Regions from separate parts of the Sus scrofa genome. Here regions 2, 3 and 4 are each linked to region 1. The links are chromatin contacts, called in public Hi-C, HiChIP or PLAC-seq and promoter capture Hi-C maps. All regions are on one chromosome and are shown on one strand. Each heading gives the region's core, a stretch centred on a gene start, on an enhancer-like site or on the middle of the called end of the contact. The rest is flanking DNA. Distances are from core to core; before and after follow the strand shown.

Region 1 (3,266 bases), core at 402-2,901:
GAAGGAGCCGGTGGCCGCTGGATTTCATTCTGCGCAGGCGCACCAATTATCAAGGCGGGAGTAGGAGGAAGTGACGTAATGTAGAGGCGGGAACGAGCTCGTCGTTAGGGCAACTGACCTCTGCGACCGAACGGAGGCCGGAAATCCGGATCAACTTGTCCTCTAGGCCGAAATGGAGCGGTGCATGGTGGGACAGTGGTGGACTCTTGTGGGTCGGCCGAGCCCGTCACGTGGCACCGTGTCCGCCACGTGGTGCACCTGCTGCTTTTGGGTATCTGGCGCCCAGAGGATCACAGGCGGTCTTTGAGTGGGGGCGACTGTTACCCTCTCACTGTATTTATTCATATATTCACCCACCCAAACATCCGCGAGTTCGTTATTTCATTCATTCAATCCATAAGAATGAATACTAAGATATTTGTTTACAGTAGGTGCATAATAGTAAACAAGTATTTATTACACACAAACTATAAAGACCAGCAAAACTTTTGCTTTCATTACCTTGTATTGGGGTACACAGACAATAAACTGGTAAACTAATACGTAAATGAACAAGTTCTACTTAATGGCAAGCACTGTGTAGAAAAAAATGGGGTGTTCTGATTGTGATTGGGGCGGTAAATTTGTTGGGTTGGTTAGGGAAGACCTCTGTTTCACATGTAGATTTGGAGAACTGGGAAAACACTCCAGGTACAGGGAACAGCAAAAATGAAGACTAACGTAGGATTACGCTGGATGTGCTCAAGAGAGAAAGAAATCGAAGGTCAGTAATGAGACATTCCCTATTAAATGACCACCATTAGCATTCAAGTTGCCAGAGTGTTCTCCCAATTCATTTTTTTTTTTCCTAATTCATTTTTATTCAACTTAAAATGCATGTACTCAACACCCTGGGTTTACTCAACACCCTGGGTTATTTTCATTTATTTTGCAGAAATAAAAGACGTAGGTTTAGGGACCAGTTTTAATTTTCTTAGGTTTTTCTTTCTGTGTGCCTTAGACGGTTCAAGGTGTTTTTTGTTTTTTTTTTTTAACTGACAATACTACATGCAGGTAAGGCACAGTTCCAACACACCTGTTGTTTGAAGTTCTGCATCGGTTTACTGAAGCTTTCTCAATGATGCTTGCTTACATTTCTGCTTTTTAAATAAATGTCTTCTTAATTTGGTTGTCTAACTGGATTCAGCTGGTATATGTGGAGGACCTTTAACCATTAGATGCTAGAAGATGAGCAGGATGTTGGTAATGGAATAAGTGCCTGAGGTTTCGTAAGCGACCACTAACGGAGCGCCTTAGGTGAAGGTAAAAACTTGCAAAACTAGCCAAATACACAATTAAGGTTGGGAGGAGGTAATGACAAATTAATACAGGAGCTAGAAGCCCAAACGAACGACTGGCACAAAGAGCCGCAGAAAAGATTCGAGGCGCCTGCGGGGTGGGTTCCCCTGGAAACACCTCCCCCGCTAGCCTTCCCGAAGGCTCCGCCCTCTCACCACTAAGAGCCAATGATGGACGGGGGTGGTTCAAGCGACCGCGCAGAGGAAGTCTGCGCCCCTGCGCTCCGCCTCGCGATGTAGGTGGGGCTAGGGCGCGCGCTTGCGCCCTACTATCCAGCACACACGCTCTCCCAGCATCCGGTGGGCGCGCGGGCGGCGGGCGCCTCAGTCGGGACAGCTGCGGCAGCAGAGAGGACCGAGGCTGCTGACCGCTGCTCCGACGCGGACCAGGTGGAGGGAGGGGCCGTCACTGAACATTCGCCCACCATGAAGCCCCCAGCAGGTACCTGCTTCCCCTTGGTGCGGCCCCGCTCACCAGATCCGGGCGCCCGGTGCGCACTCGTGCGCACTCCTGCCTCCTCCCCGGGGTCGCCACTGGGGCCTACGAGCGGAGCCCAGTGACCCTCAAGTGATCCGGGCCCGAACGGAGGAGGGGGTCGGCGAGCCCCAGAATGAATCCGTGTTCCAGCGCGCCTTCACTCATTCGGCAAACTCCATGTTTCTTCTGCTGGGGACGGGTCGGGCTCTGGGATGGACTTGAGGGAGTTCTAGACACAGTTCCAAAGCCGGAGACCAGCATTCAAGAAGCAAAATCAAGCAAGGACTTTAGATGGTGGTTGGTGCTGGGGCTGGTCATACATCTTTAAGGGAGGGCAGTCCTGGAGGGCTTCTCGCAGGAAGTGGCATTTGATTCAGCTTGGACCCAGTGGAGAGAAGCAGTTGTCCTGCGGGAGAAGCGTCCCAGTTGGTGGGAACCTCGAGGGCAAGGATGGGGAGGCAAGCACAGGGGCAACGCGTTTGGAAAGCAACAGGTCATCTTGGCTAGAACACAGCTGGGGGTCTCTTATGTTGAACAGAAGGGGACTGCCGGGAATGGTTTTCATTTATGGGAGCTTTGCAATCTGTATACTCTGTTTTAGAAAATGGCCCAGGATGTTGCGTGGTGCCTCATGGAACTTGGTTTGCCCACCTCTCTTCCTTCAGGTCTTTCTGCAGCCCATTGGGATGATGGTAATAATTGTATTAAAGATAATAATCATAATTAGGGTTTTTCAGGTCTCAGGAAGGCAGGAGTGTTGTCTGCCTTTTTTGCTGCAGAATTGTTAGCTCAGAGACTTGGCACACTGGTGATAATCAGTAAATATTTGTAAAATGAATGTGCTCAAAGTTTCAAATCCTAGCTCCTTCAGAAGATTTTCCTGAGAATTCCACTATATTTCCCACCTCTTTGGAGCTTCTGGAGCCCTTCTTTACTACCAAATTTAATGCAGACCCACAGTTCCTTTTTTGCAGTTCTAAAATCCAAAATAGTCTGCAAAGATTTTCCCTTAAATTTGCAGCAGTCATTTGGCTAAAAAAATCTAATCTCTCTCAGCTTAAGAGCCTTTTTTATCCCCACTTGGTATGTATCAGTGTTCCTCAGCTGGGGTGATTGTGTCCCCTCGGGACACTGGGCCACATCCGGTGACATCTCTGATCATTGTGATCTGGGGGCGGAGGTGGCTGGCCTCCAGTGGGTGGGACCGGGGATGCTGTTCAATACCCCACCATGCCCAGAATGGTCCCCAACAGAGAATGATCTGCTGTGGTACAACAGGATTGGTGGCATCTCTGCAGTGTCAGGATGCAGGTTTGTTCCCTGGTGGCACAGTGGGTTAAAGAACCCAGTGTTGGAGTTCCCGTCATGGTGCAGTGGTTAACAGTACCTGACTAGGAGCCATGAGGTTGTGGGTTCAATCCCTGGCCTTGCTCAGTGGGTTAAGGATCTGG
Region 2 (3,352 bases), core at 256-2,755, 390 kb after region 1:
GGCCTCAGTCTTGCCTTCTGAGCAGGGGGCTCCACCTTCACCCAGGGCAGGGACCACCAGCCCTCAGCTCACCTGTGGTACTGAGCCTGCAGGAGCTGAAACTCATCTTTGATGCGGTCGCAGGAGTCCGAGGTGGTGAATTTGAGTTGCTGGGGTAGGTGCGACGAGCCCTGTGGGGAGGGGGCGGCCCGGGTCAGGACCAGGAGGGGGCCGCCACCCACCTTCCTCCCTGAGGGCGCCCCCCCTCCACCAGGCTGCGGCCTGCGCAGCTGCAGCGTCCCCCCACACCCTGCCCCACTTCCCTGGCTGTGTTTACAGCCCCTGGCTCGGCCCCCGCCCTCGCTTCCTGCCCCCGCCTCTCCCCGAGAAGCTAAGGAGGGTGGGTGCTCCCGGAGCCGCTCGTCCCCCTCCACCCCCAGGCTGTGGGGGTGCATTTGAAGGGCCGCCCTTGGTGGGGGGTAGGGTGCGCCCTCTACCGCGCCTCCACAGCGCCGGGAGGGGTTGCACGTCTGAGCGTCCCAACTGCCTCAGGGAGGGGGGAGAACGCGTCCTAGTGAATCCCCCTCCCCAAAGCTGGGAGGCGGGGGCAGGCTTCCTGGCAAAGTCCCCTTGGGAGAGGGGGCTCTCAGCGCCCAAAATCTTCCGGGGGTGCGGGGGCCCACCCCAGATTCCTAGCACCCTTCCTCCAGGCCGCGCGCTCTTCCGGGAGGGGTGCGCCTTGACTCTCCCCCACTCCCAGGCCCCAAAAGCAGCCCCAGCGTTAGAGGTGCCTAGTGGGGCTCCCGGGGCGCCCCAGGCCCCAGGCCAAGGCCAGCGAGGCCCAGCCTGGCTTGGGGTGGGGGTGCGCAGGGTCCAGGGTCTGGGGCGTGCTCTGAGCTGGGGGCAAAAGGGGACCTGGGGGGGCTCTGGGCCCGGAAGCTGGGAGGGGGACCCGGAGCTGGCGGCGGTTGCGGGGGGGGAGCAGCTCTGGGCCCAGAGCTGGAGGGGACTGGGCCCAGGAGTTGGGGGGAGGTGCCGAGCTGGAGGCGGGGGGTTGGCCTGGCAGGGACCTGGAAGGGGGTCGCAGGGCTTGGACCTAGAGGGGGCGCTGGGTTCGGATATGGGAGGGTACGGGGCCCCGACCTGGAGGGACGCAGGGCCCGAACCTGGGGGAGGGAATAGCCCCGGCTGGGAACTGGGGATACCGGGCCAGGACGTAGGGGGACGCAGGGCCCGGAGCTGGGGGGGGTGGCTGGGCTGGGAACCGGGGGTGCCGGGCCCGGACGGGGGGGGGGGGGGCCGCCGGGCCGACGGGCCCCGCTTACCGAATGCCTGCTTTGTGGAAACATCATGTCAGTCGCGGCGGGGGGCGCAGGCTGCGCCCCGGCTGTGCGCCCCGACTCGGGCTGCTCGGGGCGCCGGGCGGCCGCGCCTTTGTCCCGGAGCCGATCGGCAGCTCCCGGGGCCGCCGCCGCCGCCTCCCGCGCCCGGCCTCGCCCGCTTCCTGCGCCCCCTCCCCGCGCGCCCGGCCCCGGCGCGCCCCGGGCCCCGCTTCCTGCGCGCCCGGCGCCCCTCCCCGCCCCTCCCCGCCGCCCGCCTCCCCGCACGCCCGGCCGCCGCTCCTATTGTCTAATGGCGGCGACGCCGGCAGTGGCCGCGGCCTCGGCTGCGCGGAGGCTCCGGCTCCACCTGCTGCTGTCGCCGCCGCCGCCGCCGCCGCCGCTGCTGCTTCCCGGGCCCCGTGCGCGCCGCCGAGGGGGGGGCGCGCGCCCGGGGAGGCCCGCGGATCCCCACCCATCCGCCTCCCCCGGGCCGGCCGGCGCGGTGACCTTGGGCCCGCGCGCCCCCGCCCCGCCGCGGCCCCTCCCGGCCGGGTGGCCTCGGCAACCGCCAGGGCCTCGGTTTCCCCATCGGTCAAAGCTTGGGGCCCGGCTGCCCCCATCGAAACCGCCGGCGCTGTCATGGCGCGACCCGGACGCGTGCCAGGGACATGCTCTGTAACCTTGGCTCACTGGCTTTTCTCTGAGCCTCGGTTTCCTCCTCCGTAGAAAGGCGGGGATGATACCGCCGACCTCCTGGGAGCCATACCTTGACTCACATTAATGGAGCGCCTACTGTGTGCCAGGTGGGGGTGGGAGGGGGTACAGAGTCCCTACCCTGGTGGAGAAGACAGAAGACAGAGAGACCAGCCAAAGAGCCAGGTCCCTGGCAGGTCAGATGGTGGTAACAGCTATAGAGAAAAGAAAGCAGGAGGGAGGGCCGGGAAGATGTGATTTTAAACAGAGGGAACTCAGATGGACCTCTTTGGCCGCTAAGCGGATCTGAAGACGAGAGAGGGAGCCAGTAGGCTATGGGGTTGGTCGCTTATTTTAGGAGGCAGAAACAGCCAGTGCAAAGGTACTGAGGCAGCACTGTGCCTAGCACAGGTGGGGGTGGGGTGCTTGAGAGGAAAAGGGAGCAGAGGGGCAGGGCTAGCAGCTTCTGGAATTTGCACAGAGGCCTGGCTTCCAGAAGGGCCTCTGCTTGGGTGGATGATCTGCTGTGTTGGTCTGGAAATTCCTAATAATTTTTGAATGGTCTTGTTTTGCATTGGGGCCTGCAAATTCTGTAGCTGGTGATGAGGCGGGACAGATGGTGCAGGGCCTTGTGGGCTCAGGGAGGATTTGGGCTTGCTCGGAGTGAGATGGGAGCCCTGTGAGATGGTGGGCAGAGGAGAAACAGGGCTGATGGGGACTTTGATAGGATCTCTCTCCCTTTCCTGTGGAGAGCAGGCCTCCAAGAAACCAGAAATAAGGCACATTAAGTTCCAGGAAGTGCTAAATACATAGGCTCTTAATTGTCACCATCATCATCATCCACTATGCACCTTTGCCTCCTGGATGAATTTAAATTCTTCCAGCCTTGGGTTTTCCCATTTGTAAAATGGAGACTTAGGACCGTGGTCACCTTTCCCAGGAAGATGAGGGTCCAGGACAAGGTTGAGATGAATAAGCAAAATTTAAGCCCCTCCCACCCCCAAAACCCATCAAGATAAAACAATACTTTAACACTATACATATGTATATATATTTTTTCTTTTTAGGGTTGCACCCACGGCATATGGAGGTTCACAGGTTAGGGGTCGAATCGAAGCTGCAGCTGCTGGCCTACACCACAGACACAGCAACACAGGATCTGAGCTGCATCTGCTACCTATACTACAACTCATGGCAATGCCAGATCTCTGTCCCACTGAGCAGTGCCAGGGGTTGAACCCAAATCCTTGTGGATACTAGTCAGACTTGTTTCCGCTGTGCCACAATGGGAACTCCAACACAATATTTTTAACAATAAAAATTCATGTCCAAAAATTCACAATGAGGAAAACACCATC
Region 3 (3,049 bases), core at 353-2,852, 270 kb before region 1:
AAGGGAAGTCCTTTGGTTTGAATTCAATCCCTGGCCCAGGAACTTCCATAGGCCTCACCTGCAGCCATTAAAAAAAAAAAAAAAAAAGAAGAAGAAAAAAAAAAAAGGAATGAGCAATAATAAGGAAGGGAGTAGTTTGTCACCAGAGCTGCTCCAGCCCTTTCCTCACAACCTATCCACCCTGACCTTTTGCAGGAAGGAGGTCCCTGCTCAAAACCTGCCAACCACCACCCCACCTTTTAGTAGGAGTGAACAGAAATCTTTAAAGATTAACTTTCAGTTAATCCTAATGCATAGAACACGAAGACACATACACACAAAAACAAAACCACGAAACCCTGCTGGGAGGAAAATGGTGGCAAATCTGACTTCCAACAAACGCTGTCTCATTATGTGTGGATTTTACTACATTAGCTTATTAAATAACACACGCATCCGCAGCCTCGACCAGACATTAAAGACCAAAAAAGATAAAAAAGAGGTGGCACCCCACTCCCTCGGAAAAAGCTCAGCCCCTTCCCGCGTAGACATACACACAGGCCTCCTTGTTAAAATTAAGCCCCTCTCGCCAGCTAAGAAGCTGATCTGTGAGTTCGTTTGTTCACGCGTCTCCATACTTTAACTGCTGAATAAAGCTTGTGCTGTGTCCATCTCAGCTTCAGGCTCCACGGAACAGAAAAAGAACACCCCCTAGGAGACATAGAGCCTAAGCCGGCCCCCAACAGGGTCCATATGACACAATTCGGTAACAGGGGCACTAGGGAAGGCACCACCCGGGCCAGGGGCCCCCCAGACGCAAGTTACACTCGCCGGCACGTGTGCGCGAACGGGGCACGGAGAAACAGAATACCAACTGTCCCAGCACCAGTCTGGTCCTCATAAACTTCTGGCAGGCAGCACGCACACGTTGGCCCCCGCCTCACAAACAGCATTTATGGAGATGGAACTGGGAGTGGGGTGGGGTGGGAAGTGGGCTGCTGGCGCGTCGCGATCACATGTTGGCTCGTTCTCGCTGCAGCCGAGAGTTGTAGGCACGGGACACGGTGTTCCAGGCGTCCATGTAGCGGTCCATGCACATGGCGATGCACTTCTAGGGACGGGGAGGGCGCGGGGCTCAGGTCTGGACCGCTGGCTGGGACCCCCAACACTCCCAGCAGCGGACTGCGCACGTGCCCACCGCACCGCCCCGTTAGTCCGCGCAGGCGCAGAGACCTCCCTGTCGGTCGGGGCCCACGACCAGTCTGGCTCCCTGGGTTTTACCTGCTCCGAATTGTCCAAGGAGCCCCCCGGCTTCCCGATGCACTTCCGGAAGCACTTGTCCGTCATCCTCTGTGGGGACACACGAGCGCTCAGTTGCGACTCCTCTCCCAGGGGCCCCGACCACCCTCAGCCCCGCCCCCGGCCCGGCCCCGAACCTGCAGCAGCTCCTGCGCGTTGGCCACGGCGATCTGCACTTTCACCTGCTCCATGATAAGCCCCGGGTCCAGCTTCCCGCTGCCGGAGCTCCCGAAATCCGAGCCAAAGCCGCCTTCCATATCTCCGCAAAGTCAACTGGAGTGCGGCCGCGTGCGCCCTCCCCAACCCGCGCCGGAAGTGGGCCGCCCCGTGGACCCACGGGAAATGGAGTCCGGGCACGAGGGAGCATGGGCGGGCGGGATACCCTTACCGCGCGGGGGGAGTCCCGCGCATGCGCAACAGGAGCAGGCCGCCGCCGATTTCCCCGAGACGGATGGAGGCCCAGGGTTCCGCGCTCAGGCCCCGCCCCCCGCGGGTCTCGCCGCGCGTGCGCACGAGGCGGCGGGCACTTCTACACTAGACCTTGAGCCCGGGGAGGGACATGGGCGTGTCACGTGGCCAAAGGGGCGTTGGTGAAACCCGTGGGTGAGGAATGCCAAAAACTAGGATAGCGGGTCAAACTAGGAACATTAGAGGATGAGAGCTCCCGCTCCAGCTGGCTGGCGTCGGAGTGAACTCAGAGGGAGATTTTTAAAACCAAAATGTTTATTGGAGTGTTGTATAAAAGTTTCCAGTCATAAAAGGTATATTACAAATCATTGGAGAAAGCAAAACACACGTTTGGCATGCATCTTAAAAATCACCCACAGATGTCTGAAATGTGTCCAGACAGCCGGGTTCTTGAAGCCGAGTCCACCAGCATGTTGTACAGATGATCCCTTACGGGTTGGAATTAAGACCTTTCCAGTAGCTTTAATGTCCTTGAGGAATGTCAGTCCCAACTCGGATATGCTGATATAAATAGAACTGCTGGGAAGACCGTGTGAGTAAAAACCCCAAGTCAGAAGCCTTGCTGTTAGGAAAACAGCTGAACGCCCAAGTCTTAGGTGAGCACCCAGGCCCCGGGGGAAAGGCAGCAGTGTCTCCCAGGGATTGCCTTGCCGACCTCATCCTTGTAGGCCACTCCTTCCCTGGGCTGGGCCGAGAATGAGTTTTCTCTAAATTGGTGCTACAGTTACTTGCAGTCACATGACAAGGGCTTAGAAAAAAGAATCACTTCGGCATCATTTAAATGGCTGAAAGTTAAGCATGTTAAAGGGCAAGTGCAAATTGTTTCCTAGGCTATGGCTGCCATTTTAACATTGGACTCTTGTTTCCAAATACTTGAATATCCACAACTGTTATCCAACTCCAGCCATAACTGGCCACCAGCCCAGCATACCCACCAAAGGCACCTCAGTGCCTGCCTGGGCCACCTCTAGGGTCCACTCAAGACCTCATCCAGGCAACTGTGGGGCAGGGATATGACCAAAAGGTGGCTTTGAGGCAAATCACCTGCGAGGAACAATCCCAGCCAGGGAGCCTGGGGGCTCTTGCAGGCCCCAGTGCAACCCTGGGGCTGGTTTTTCTGGGCCGGCAGTGAGGGTAGGGCCCTCTCCCTTCCTTCTGGGCCAGAAGCCCTGCCTGCCAAATTGTGTCAGCAATTCAGACCCAAAAGCCAGGACATAGCTTTGACCCCCAAATTTCCAAAATACCTTGAAGGATGTGGCTGAGCCCAGTGCAGTTTCCACATGATTAGGGGTCACCTCCACCC
Region 4 (3,478 bases), core at 630-3,129, 490 kb after region 1:
CAAATGTTCCATTTCATCCTTTGGGCTGTCCTAGGTTTCATATCCACAAAGCAGGATTAATTGAATCTTATTTTACAGACAGAAAAAACCAAGGGTCAGGAGAGGAGGCAGCATGAACAGCTCTCGAGTCGAATTCCTGCTATCTGAGCCAAGTTCAGGCTGTTTTCTTTCTCTAATTCTGGGTGAGTGTGTGTGTGCGTGTGTGTGAGAGACGCATGTGCATGTCTTGCCTGTTCATAGCCTGGAGTGGAAGAATAGGGTTGGATGGAGAAGCAGGTAATAAACATTTGCTGCTGAGGATTATGTGGGCCAGAATGAGTTCTCATCCCTTTCCCAGCCCTACCGGGCCGCTCATTACTCCTGGTGCCTAGGACCTCCCTGGAGAGGCCTCGGGATGGCCAGAAGCAGGGGACATAGCTGGGAGGGCTGGGCTGGTGTGTTGGGGTGTTCATGACTCTTTCATTCACTCACGCAACCACTGTGTGTCAGGCTCTGTTCTGGACACTGGAGTTCCAGCGAAAAATAACCTGGTGCCTGCCCACATAACGGTCACAGTTTGGTAGGGTTGACAAGCCTCAAACTAAGAGATGCCCATCATTTCAGTAAGGAGCTAGCCATGCAGAAAGGTGGGGTGGGGGAGGGGCGTGAGTGTTTCGCAGGGATAGCAGATGCAGCAGCTCTGAGGCTGCACAAGCTTGGTGCTTTCTCCTAATACCAACACTTATTGAGCATTTCACGTCTGCCTTGCTTTTTCCAAGTCGGTTCACGTGGATTATCTTATTGAATCTTTACACACCCCTGGGGAGCCCAAGAAGAGTGTTTGATGATCATATTTGGCAGCTGAGGAAAAAGAGGGTCAGAGAGGTGAAGCAACATGCCCAAGGTCACACAGCCTGGGAAGTGGATGAGCTGGGACTTGAACCCATGCTATTAATCAGCATAACTGCCACTTCTCCCTTGGGTAGGAGGGAGGGCCCAATTCCTTTGGCAACAGTATCAGAGTCTGGGGGCTAGGGCCAGTGTGCTCTGCACCCTGTGGCCTCGGTCTTCCCATCTGTACAAGAGGGTGTGAATTACTAATGCTCTTCAACGCCTCCAGGGACCCTGAGACAATTGGATTCTTAGGGTGCCCAGATAAGAAAATACAAATCTGAGACACCCAGTGAAATTTGAATTTCTAACACTAAACTTTTTTTTTTTTTTAATATGAGAATGTCCCCAATATAAATAAGCATAAGCACAAAATAATTATCTCTCCAATCTTGGCACAACGCCTGGCTCCTGACTACAAGTCCCACAATCCATTGCGACATCCCTTAGGAACCTTCTATCAGGATTTCTTTATTCTATTTCATTCATTTATCCAAAAATTATATAAACCATCCACTGTGTGCTAGACCCTGTGTTACGTTATGAGGTATAAATCAGTGCACAAAGCAGACAAAATTCTTTGTCCTTATGTAGTTTAACATCTATATTCTTTGGGAATTTTAAGTGATTTTTCTCCAACTTCTGTCTAAAAGACTCCAGCTCCCATGACCCCTTGCGCTTGCTCAATTAGACTACAATTCCCAGGAGACCTAGAGTATCACGTTCCACTCCCCCCCGCCCCCCGTCCCCAATTGCTTCCAAACTTACTTCCGGGTCGCGAGGTCACATCCTGCAACACACCCCCTTCCCTCCTCTTTTCCCAAAGTAAAGCAGAATTTCAGTAAGTTCCACTGCTAATAGCATTTTTAAAGTCTCTGTAGCTTCTGGCTTGGAGTTTATGTGAAACTTTAGCCAAACGGTCCCCTTCACCCTTCGCCATCTGGAAGTAACGGAATGGGCCTACGATTCCCAGATGCCTCCGCGCGCGCCTGGAGAACTACAACTTCCAGTCGGCAGGGCGGCGGGCATGTAGCCCTCAGCGGTGCCCTCAGGACCCCGAAGCGGATGCAGGCTGCCCGGCACGGCGCCCGCAGGACCCCGGCGCCTACCCATGCCGAGGTGAGTCCGCGGGAGTCGCCGCTGTCGCCGTCCCGTCCCCGCCGCCGCCCCGCGCGGCCCCGCCGCCGGCCAGGATGTTGGAGGAAGCGGGCGAGGTGCTGGAGAACATGCTGAAGGCGTCGTGCCTGCCACTTGGCTTCATCGTTTTCCTGCCCGCCGTGCTGCTGCTCGTGGCGCCGCCGCTGCCAGCCGCCGACGCGGCGCACGAGTTTACCGTGTACCGCATGCAGCAGTACGACCTGCAGGGACAGCCCTATGGTACGTGGACCCGGGCCCCTCATCTCCCCACGGAGTCCGGCTCTCCTCCTGGGCCCCTGGCCTACCCCGGCTTTGCCTACCCCAACCTGCTTTCCCACTCAGACTCCCCCTTTACTGGGGCCCTGGCCTACTCCAGCCGGGATACCTCTCTCCCTTGGTTTGGTCTCTGCTCTTCGGGCCCTAGGACCCGTCTCTCCCACCTGTCTAGCAGGAGTCCAAGCGCAGACCTCACTTGGTCTCTAGACTCTTACCCAAGACCCCTGGCAAGTCAGAGCCTGAACACCTAGATCCACGCTAGGCCCCCAGCTCTCTCTGCCTAATGCCCCAGGAACCTGCTGCACTGGCACTCCCAGCTCCCCGGCCCCGACAAGGGCTATATGCTCCAGAAGTCAGAGCTCTTACTCTCAGGCCAGGCTCCTCCTGCGTTTGGACTCCTGGGTCCCCTCTCTCTCTGATTCCCACGTGGACCAGAGCTCCAACCTTTGACCTACTTGACTTGGACTGGAGCCTCTCAGCTCGGTTCTGCCAGGCTGAGCTTCCCAACCATCCATAGCCCAGAGCACCCTGGTGCTCTTTGTCCAGTGCCCACATTCTGCCCCCCTTAGGGCTCAAGAGCTCTGATCGCCAACCTCAGCGTGGCCCGGTGTCCAGGTCTCTCTCTCCTAGGCTCTGCTTCCTGGTCGCAGCTTATGTGTCAGGTTCCTCAGAAGGGCTTAGCTAATCCCTCCGCCCCCACCCCCTTTCAGTCCCTTGTGTTTGGGCTCCTGAAATCTCCTAGACCCCATATTTTGTTCTCTCCTTTGGTGCATACCCATCTGTCGGCTTCCTGGGACACTCCCGCTCCTTCCCAGGATTTCAGACGCAGAGGCCTAGATCCTACTCCCCAGCCCTGTTCCCTCATCTCTCAGACCTCGTTGCCCAGCTCATTTTAAATTCCCCTCTCTTTTCCCAGCTTTGCTGTATCTGGTGTTCCAGAACCTTCCGGCCTGGTGTCTTAGGTCCCCACAAGTTAACGCCTGCCCTCCCTATGAGGAAACCCCCTCCCCATTCCTCCTGGTCCTGGTTCATCTCTGAGCCCTGGTTCTATTGGACTTGCCCCTGCAATTGGGACCTTAGGCCCAGCCTGGACCCCCTGCCACTGCCGGGCCCTTGAGGGGCCCCGGTTTCTTGGGACTTTCTCTCAGATCCTTCCCTGTCCCAGAGTTATGTCATTTCTGTTTAGTGCAATGAT

What was found. Promoter capture Hi-C pulls out the DNA fragments that hold promoters and counts their contacts. Hi-C and Micro-C count contacts between places; a contact is called where the count stands out from the background. HiChIP or PLAC-seq counts read pairs in DNA pulled down with a chosen protein or histone mark.
Region 2: a contact with region 1 is called in a Hi-C map of retroperitoneal adipose tissue, with 1.8 times the contacts expected there. The contact joins the promoter of AES here to the promoter of THOP1 in region 1. A contact is called at or near these places in 1 of 5 promoter capture datasets (liver) and 1 of 47 Hi-C or Micro-C datasets (retroperitoneal adipose tissue).
Region 3: a promoter capture Hi-C map of liver shows a contact between it and region 1, with 3 times the contacts expected there. The contact joins the promoter of TIMM13 here to the promoter of THOP1 in region 1. A contact is called at or near these places in 2 of 5 promoter capture datasets (fetal skeletal muscle and liver) and 1 of 2 datasets of contacts at active chromatin or transcription factors (skeletal muscle).
Region 4: an H3K27ac HiChIP or PLAC-seq map of alveolar macrophages shows a contact between it and region 1. The contact joins the promoter of NCLN here to the promoter of THOP1 in region 1. A contact is called at or near these places in 1 of 5 promoter capture datasets (liver) and 1 of 2 datasets of contacts at active chromatin or transcription factors (alveolar macrophages).

The regions. Positions count from the first base shown.
Region 1 is chr2:75,875,815-75,879,080 of Sscrofa11.1, reverse strand. It overlaps THOP1 (thimet oligopeptidase 1), which reads left to right and starts at 1,651. Exons shown (of 13, transcript NM_214223.2): 1 at 1,651-1,779. The coding sequence starts at 1,764.
Region 2 is chr2:75,490,361-75,493,712 of Sscrofa11.1, reverse strand. It overlaps AES (amino-terminal enhancer of split), which reads right to left and starts at 1,505. Exons shown (of 7, transcript XM_021084158.1): 1 at 1,305-1,505; 2 at 73-170. The coding sequence starts at 1,331.
Region 3 is chr2:76,145,499-76,148,547 of Sscrofa11.1, reverse strand. TIMM13 (mitochondrial import inner membrane translocase subunit Tim13) reads right to left here and starts at 1,602. Exons shown (of 3, transcript XM_003353990.4): 1 at 1,416-1,602; 2 at 1,261-1,329; 3 at 385-1,090. The coding sequence starts at 1,535. The coding sequence ends at 992. LMNB2 (lamin-B2) reads right to left here. Exons shown (of 12, transcript XM_003353991.4): 12 at 1,984-3,049.
Region 4 is chr2:75,389,002-75,392,479 of Sscrofa11.1, reverse strand. It overlaps NCLN (nicalin), which reads left to right and starts at 1,879. Exons shown (of 14, transcript XM_021084134.1): 1 at 1,879-2,247. The coding sequence starts at 2,064.